Regions from separate parts of the Danio rerio genome. Here regions 1 and 3 are each linked to region 2. The links are chromatin contacts, called in public Hi-C maps. All regions are on one chromosome and are shown on one strand. The core of a region is the stretch at or near the end of the contact, and the rest is flanking DNA. Distances in the headings are between cores, read along the strand shown. Region 1 overlaps dapk1 (death-associated protein kinase 1). Region 2 has its middle 30 kb from the start of tars1. Region 3 has its middle 24 kb from the start of dapk1.

Evidence for each region. Hi-C and Micro-C count contacts between places; a contact is called where the count stands out from the background.
Region 1: a Hi-C map of embryo shows a contact between it and region 2, with 2.4 times the contacts expected there. The contact joins two enhancer-like sites. A contact is called at or near these places in 4 of 18 Hi-C or Micro-C datasets (caudal fin, embryo, hematopoietic stem cells and 1 more).
Region 3: a contact with region 2 is called in a Hi-C map of embryo, with 4 times the contacts expected there. The contact joins two enhancer-like sites. A contact is called at or near these places in 8 of 18 Hi-C or Micro-C datasets (caudal fin, embryo, hematopoietic stem cells and 1 more) and 1 of 4 datasets of contacts at active chromatin or transcription factors (caudal fin).

What each region holds. Positions count from the first base shown.
Region 1 is chr5:45,645,523-45,648,222 of GRCz12tu, forward strand. All of the region lies in intron 17 of dapk1 (death-associated protein kinase 1), which reads left to right. Among named protein-coding and RNA genes, the nearest start is that of ctsla, 42 kb to the right of the region's middle. Within about 2 kb of position 1,264, at least 7 of the 62 cell types and tissues checked have an H3K27ac peak or open chromatin away from gene starts, as enhancers often do.
Region 2 is chr5:45,246,737-45,249,436 of GRCz12tu, forward strand. No RefSeq gene overlaps it. Among named protein-coding and RNA genes, the nearest start is that of tars1, 30 kb to the left of the region's middle. Within about 2 kb of position 1,320, at least 15 of the 62 cell types and tissues checked have an H3K27ac peak or open chromatin away from gene starts, as enhancers often do.
Region 3 is chr5:45,509,731-45,512,430 of GRCz12tu, forward strand. No RefSeq gene overlaps it. Among named protein-coding and RNA genes, the nearest start is that of dapk1, 24 kb to the right of the region's middle. Within about 2 kb of position 1,356, at least 8 of the 62 cell types and tissues checked have an H3K27ac peak or open chromatin away from gene starts, as enhancers often do.

The sequences.
Region 1 (2,700 bases), core at 14-2,513, 400 kb after region 2:
TGAAAACAGTTACTTATTATTTTTGTGGAAACTCTGACATACTTATTTCAGCATTCTTTGATAAATAGAAAATTAGCAAATGATCAACATTTATTTGAAATAGAGGTATTTCATGACACCTTTGTTGTCCATTCTGATTAATTTGTTGCATTTTTGCTAAATTAAATAATTAAATTTTCAAAAATTCTACTGAACCAAACGTATAAAGATATCAGACATAAGAGTTTTAATTAGTTGACTATAAAGTGGAGTGAATATCAAAATATAAAGCCTATTTTGACTTTAGCCACTAACCAATCATATCAGTACTTTCCAGAACACCCTAGCAACACCCTGGCAACCACCCAGAACATGCTAACAGCTGTGTAGCAACAAAACCCACTCCCAGCATCAATCTCACTTTTTCTTCAATGAAAAATATGAAAGAAATCAGAGTGTCTGACGGAAACTAGATTTGGTTCCCTCACATGATGACGCTCCTTTCAGCCTTGAGATTTTCAGTCATCTTTAATCTTTAGAGAGACAAACGCAATCAGTAACTGAATGCAAACACATCCTCATAGGGACATATGAGACACACAAAAACAGTGAAAAAGAAAATGGGTTGTTTTGTACGGGAGAATTTGTAGTCATATCTCATAAAGTCTAATTGGCAGGAAAGCGTGCGCTTCATCAAGCGACGTTAGATAAGAGTAATTACAGTGCACGAAACGCTCGCATTACTATAGCTTTTCGCCGGGTGTTTTAACACCTCTGCCGTGCCGTGTGGCTCTGCTCTGCGTGGGCTGCTTTTCAGAGGGAGGCTACTTAATTTGTCCCCATCGGTTTGAGGAGGAACACAGCTGTTTCTGCTTGTGTGGTTTGCTTGTGCTTGTGGCCCCAGGTGTTGTGTGTGTGTGTGATTGTGTACATGTATCCTGAGGTGTTAAATCTTTAATGGGTTTGGTGGAGGGCTGTGGTGGGTTTTGAGTAAACAGATATATATATATATATATATATATATATATATATATATATATATATATATATATATATATATATATATATATATATATATATATATATATATATTTTTTTTTTTTTTTTTTTTTTTTTTTTTAAACCCAAGACTGCCCTGAGGTTTGTGTGCTGCTGAGATTAAAAATTGTTTTTTTGTTTTTTTTTCAGTGTAGTTTGTGTGTGTTTATGTGTGTGTGTGTGTGTGTGTGTGTGTGTATGTGTGTTTCTACACATGACCTTTCTCTGGGATATACTTTATTTGCTCTTGTTCCCTTTGCCCCAGCTGGTGTCTTCATGATGCTGATTTCACAATCACACATTTGCGTTCTGCTATCAAAGCCTCATGGGACATTCTTGTGTGCATCAATTTGGTTTTAATGAAATTAATGGATATTTTTGCATGTTCATTTACTTTTGTTGTTTCCACATTAAGACGGAAATATTTGCAGTGCAAAATGAACCGCTAAGGTGAGGTGCATTTGGTGTGTTAACTGCATTATATCATACCAAATCTCTATAGCTAGAGCACAAAACGATTAAAAATGGAGATTGGTTGGTCCTTATTAACCGACTTAAATGAGTACACTTATTTCTAGGGGGGTCGCCGGGTATTAATGACATCTGGGGTTTTGGACATTAGTGCCATATCATAATGCAAAGCTTTCAGGCCTTCCACTTTATCAGGATTATTAATTTGGTGATTAACACTGAGGTTGATGGAGTGTGTGTGCGTGCATCAGGGTGCGTGTGTGTGCGTGCATTCATTTTTTGTAACATCAGGACACACATGTGTATAATGAACTGGGCGAATTATGAAATATTGCTGGTGTTCATTCATTCATTTTTCTTTGGCTTAGTCCCTTTATTTATCAGGGGTCGCCACAATGGAATAAACCATTTATTTATCCAGCATATGTTTTACACAGTGGATTCCCCACTAGCTGCAAGCCAGTACTGGGAAACATCCATAAACACTCATTCACACACACTACGGCCAATTTAATTTATTTGATTTACCTATAGCGCATGTCTTTGGACTGTGGGGGAAACCGGAGCACCCGTAGGAAACCCACACAAACATAAGGAGAACATGCAAACTCCAAACAGAAATGCCAACTGTTTATTAGAAATGCCGGGACCAACCAGTGACCCAAAATTTTTAGAAGACTTAAATGATACAGAATTATTATTATTATCATTTTTTTTTTTCAGAAAGTAAAACTGACACTGTTGCCTGTAAGGGGTAGAGTTGGCTTAGAGCCATAGAAAATACAGTTTGTACAGTATAAACAACCATGTAAACCATTGGAGTGTCCTCACAATTCACAAAAAAACAAAGCTCTGTCTCTGTCAGTTTAATTCAATAATTACTTTTTTGGCATGACAAATGTATTGCCAAAACATTTATAAATTTTACATAAAAAAGAACATACAGATATAAAAACGTAGTAAACACAGTAAATACTAGTAGTAATAGAAAAAAAAACATACAAAAATGAAAATAATAATAATTATAATAATTATTATTATTATTATAAAAATAAAATTGAGAAAAAATTATCAAAATAAGCTATATTTAACAATCAACATTTTAGAATCTGTGTCTCTCTCTCTGTATAAATGCACATGTATGTGTGTGGGTACAGTATGTGTCTCTTTTTTACATGTGTTTATGTGTTTATGTGTGGGCGTGTATGTGTG
Region 2 (2,700 bases), core at 70-2,569:
TGTCAATGTCAATTTTGTTTATATAGCACTATTAAACACAAGAAAAGGTTGACCATTGTGGTGCACATTACAAATAACAAAGAGGAAGACTATACAATTTCAACTAAAACACACAATTCTCACTGATAAAATGCCAAATCAAAAAGGTACGTTGTTAGCCAGGGGCGGACTTTACCAATAAGCAAGGTGAGCAGCCTTAGGGCTCCAGGGAAATTGGGGGCCCCCACCGATGACGAGGTCTTTTAAATGTTTTATATCATTCTAAAATCTGCCTATAATCATTAGGATTTTAACGTTGTTACTTCTTTTATAAACCGTGGACCACAATGGATAGTGGAACGTTCCTTCTATACTAAACATGCAAATATAAATATCTAACCACCAGTACGGTTAACTAACTGTAGTTTGTAAACTTGTTTTTAATTTGTGAATTTATTGTATTCCATTTTACATTAAGAAGGTTTCACTTATAAAAAAAAAAAAAAAAAAAACTGAATCAAGAGAGAAAAAATATCTATAGAAAAAGAAGATGTTTTGAGTTTCAACGCTGGGGCTCCATATCTGGAATTGCTTAGGGCCCTGAAATCACTAAGTCCACCCTTGTTTTCAACCTAAATTTAAAAACAGACAGAGATGATATAGATCTAATACAGAGGGGCAGAGCATTACATTTGATGGGGATACATTTGATGATCGAAGAGGCTAATGTTCAGTCAACAGATATTACAGATAAGAAGGTGCCAAGCCATTTTGTGATTTAAAAACCAAGAGAGGAATTTTAAAAGTGACACAGGCAACCGGTGCAAAGAGTGTAAGACTGTGTGATATAGTCATGTTTTTTGATACCAGTTAAACGCCTTGCAGCAGCATTTTGAACTAATTGTAAACGGGATAGAGCTGTCTGACTAATCCCGAAATATATTGAGTTATAGTAGTCCAACCTAGAAGTAATAAAAGCATGAATTATTTTTTCATATTTCTTTATAGATCGAATAGGCTTGACTGTTTTTGAGCTTTATGAGTGCAGTAGTTTTTTTTAAAATTGTTATTCATCTGATGCCCACACGGTGGTGCTGCTCTCCAAGATTACTCATTTAACTACAGAAAAATAAAAATCAGAAAGACTGACCGACAAACCAAAGTCTAATCTTTTTTCCGATTGACCTCTGGCCTCGTGTGATATATACCAGAGAGTCGGTGAGTGCTCCATGAATTTTCAATCTTCTCTGAGTGGATTCTCACCATATGTTGGGCCGGGCATCTGGCCATGCGGGTTAAAATGCTCCATTGAGCTAAACAAACTGAGCTTCTTCTGCGCACACAAACCCCTTGTAGGAGGACAATGAGGCTGCATGAGCTCGCTGTTCTGGATCAAGACTCTCGAGCACACATGAACAGTCACGGCTCATCAGCCAACCTCTGGAGAGAGAGAGAAAATACTAGCAGATACTTTAGAGAAATGCTGATACTAAACAAATAAAACTAAATAACCTACTCTCACAACAGTAGATGGGTAATTGATCTTAAAATATTTATGCTACATAAGTATATAATATAATGTAAGAATGTGTTTTTACAGTATTTATTAGATTTGTTTTTGTTCATTTCACCAATTCGAAACATTTAAATTTGGTTGAGTGACACATAAATGTGACCCAGGACCACAAGACCAGTCATGACTGAAAATTTTTGGAAATGACTGAAACATTTTTGATAGGCCTACACCACACAGTGAATCCATAGTCTTTCCTTTGACTGATGTAGGGTTTGTTAGGACAGCACTTGCACTGTAAAAATTGTTTTTGCATTGTTAAAAAATGCTGGGTTTCACACAAGTCCATCCTGAGTTCCCAGTGCAGATCGATTAACTACATTGTTTTTACAAATTTAAAGGTTTGCAATGCAGCTATAATTCAAAAAATCTAAAGCTTAAGTCCCCATATATATTAAGTCCCTATATATATATATATATATATATATATATATATATATATATATATATATATATATATATATATATATATATATATATATATATATATATATACATGTATATATGTATATATACACACACACACACACACATATATATATATATATATATATATATATATATATATATATATATATATATATATATATATATGTGTGTGTGTGTGTGTGTGTGTATGTATGTATGTATGTATGTATGTATGTATGTATGTATGTATGTATGTATGTGTATATATATATATATATATATATATATATATATATATATATATATATATATATATATATATATATATATATATATATATATTTATTTATTTATTTATTTCTACAGTAGTTTCTCAAAATGAATAGGGAACATTGTCAGAATGTCCCGTTTGTTATGAAATGTCAGTCAAGTGTTTATTAGTAATACTTTTATTTTTGGTCTTCCAGTCTTTGTTTATATCTTTAAATATTTTATTTATTTTATCCTACATTTCTCCACTTAAATGGCTGAATGTGAGTAAAACCTTAAATTATGGTGAGCTGCCCGTGAAGTTTTTGCTCAAGAAACCAAACTGCCATCTTTAATATCGTCATGTCACAAAATTACACGCTTCTGCTTATGCACATTTGACATTCTGGCACATCTGGAAAGTTTATCGGTGACCTCAAGCAAAGTCTTTTGCAAAATCACAAGTATGACCTCTGCACATGACCCGATGT
Region 3 (2,700 bases), core at 106-2,605, 260 kb after region 2:
ATAATGTTTCAGTACACTTTCAGTCAAATACAATTTATGCAATATGTCAAATCTTTAAACAGAAGTGGGGAAATTCTGTGGGAAATCGGCAAACCTGGCAACATTTGCTGGTTTGTAATGTTTATACTTGTATTACAAATCATTGGAATTTTTTTAATGGTTTCTATTATTCATTTTTATATATATTTTTATTATTTTTTTTTTTAAACACCACATGGAATTTAACAGAATAAAACAAGGCTGTGAGGTATACTCATAGGATTTGCAGTGCCAGGTTATTTTATTTAGTAGATGATTTTATCTAAAGTGATTTACAAGTGAGGATAAAGGAAACACTTCAAATCAACAGAGAGCAGTTAGTTAGTTTAGCAGTTTTTGTTGTTTGTTTTTTACTTGTCTGGTTGTTGTTTTTTTTACATACATGCACATAAATACAAAGACATACAAGCATGCATGCACATACACACACAAACATTTATGTTTTTATTTGGATTCACATGAATAAGCAAAACATTCAAAATCCAAACAATGGCAAGTGACAAAAATTCAAGAGCATTTCAAGAGCATCAAAAATTTTCTTACAGTTTATGTACATTTTTGACATTTAACATTTTAAAACTTAAAGATAGACAAAACATCTCCATCTCCATATTTCATGCTCCCTATAATGGCAGAAGCTGAATAGAATTTTGCAAGTATTTTTTGCTTAGACTAAAGATTAGAGCATTGAATGTACAGTGATTCTAGTGGCTGATATTTCAGCAATTTAAAGATGTAAGAAGAGTCTAAATACTAATCAAAACAGAGGTCAACCTCAACAACAAACAGTTTATTAATAATAAAGTGTCTGGAGCATATGGAGAGGAAATGAGTATGCTCTTATTTCTAATGGTCACTCTTCACACTTTCCAGCCTTGTTTTCACTAAAACAAAAATCTAAATGACACAACCCTGACTAAGCTGTACTAAAATTAAAGTTCAGAGTAACTTTGGTTGTATTGGTGTGCATTTCAATCACAAAAAACTCCCACGAAAACCAGTTTAAAATGCAGTAGCTCAATACTCTTTCCGTGTTACTAAAGCTTACAAACAGTTCTTTAGCACCAATGCATGCTTGTACACATGTATGTCTTTAATTTGCAATTTTCCTGTACCCACACTTTTTTTTTCTTTTTAATTCTTGAAGCACTTACTCCAATGTTTTTCTTCATACAGGTTTTGGAAGCTCATGCACCCAAACGCACATGAGACCTCAATTAGACCAACAATTAGGCAGTGCTTAAGGCCCATTACTGCGATTGGTGCACTGGTTGATGAGGAATAGCAGCCCCACTGGGAGGAAACACAGCTGCCCAGAGCCAGAGGGAGAATGAACAGAAAGAACAGAGCAAAAAGTCCCCAGGCTGGGTGAACATGACCCTTTTGAGGGGCCCACAGATTCCATTTTAAGGCCTGACAATGGGAATTAGATCAGAATAACTTAGAAAGTTTTCCAGTTTGTAAGAAAAAAAAACATGAGGGAAAGAAAAGTGGAAGAAAATGAGTAACAGTGTTACAAAAAAGGGTCCCTTTATTAACACATTTAGTTGTGAAATGTGCAAAATGAGTACAACAAGCACTAATAAAGGTTCTTAAGGCTGGTCAGGTTCATTTTGAAGTAACTGGAACAAGAGCAGATAAGTAGTGTGTGGAAACATATTGACCACTAGTCCCTCATGGTGGTATTTTTCATTCTGGAGCGGTAAAACATCAGCCTTGAGGCCTCGCCTGAGGGGTGTGTAGTTGAATTTAGTAGGAAAACACTCTCACAAGACAAATCATCTGATTTTGTTCCCATATCTCTGAAGGAACTGCACTGCACACCCTAGCATAATCTGACTTTGTTTTGAACTTCACTAAGCCAACATTTCAGAAACATCATTGTAACAACTGAGGAGAGATCGGACACAATTATTTGTTACATTTACCAAATAATATCTAAATACCCTTTTTCGATCCAACAAAATAAGGGCTATGCTGACTCCTAATGTAGTCAACATTTTAAATGGATCAAAAAACTTTATAAAGCTTTTCTAAAACAATTGATCAACATCCATTTTTGTCTTAGTACAATTTTGGAAAACTTCTTTTTAAATGTTGATTACTGTGTAGTTATTCTATGATCTGTTGAAATTCTTAACTCTGATTAGCTAGAAAGCATTTCATTAAATAATTTAATGCACAAAATCCAGCCATTTTTCTTCACAGGTATGCATGTCAAGTTATTCTATTGAATATAGATTGCTTTCCTCGAACATTAGTAGTAATCAACTCAGTGACAGTTGCGGGAGCCTCTATTTCTCTGTGCAACCTTGAGGAGGCCAACATATGCTTCACCAAAAGCCAATGGGGTTTACCTTACCTAAAAATTTGCTTCAAAATATTTCCAAAGAGACAGCAGACCCATGTTACGATGAGCTATTAGATATGCCTGTGCCATTTACATGCACATACATAATCTCTGTTGTGCAAGTGCTCCCTTTCTGTTTGCCTGTGACTGATTTAAAGTGAGGACTAGAAGATCTAACAAGTCATAACTTACAAAATTGGGGTCAAATATTAGATTAGATTAGATCTAAGCTTTTTAGTCATTATAGCACACGTGCTGCTGATCATGTGACAATAAAAATGATTAGATTAGATTAGATTAGATTAGATTAG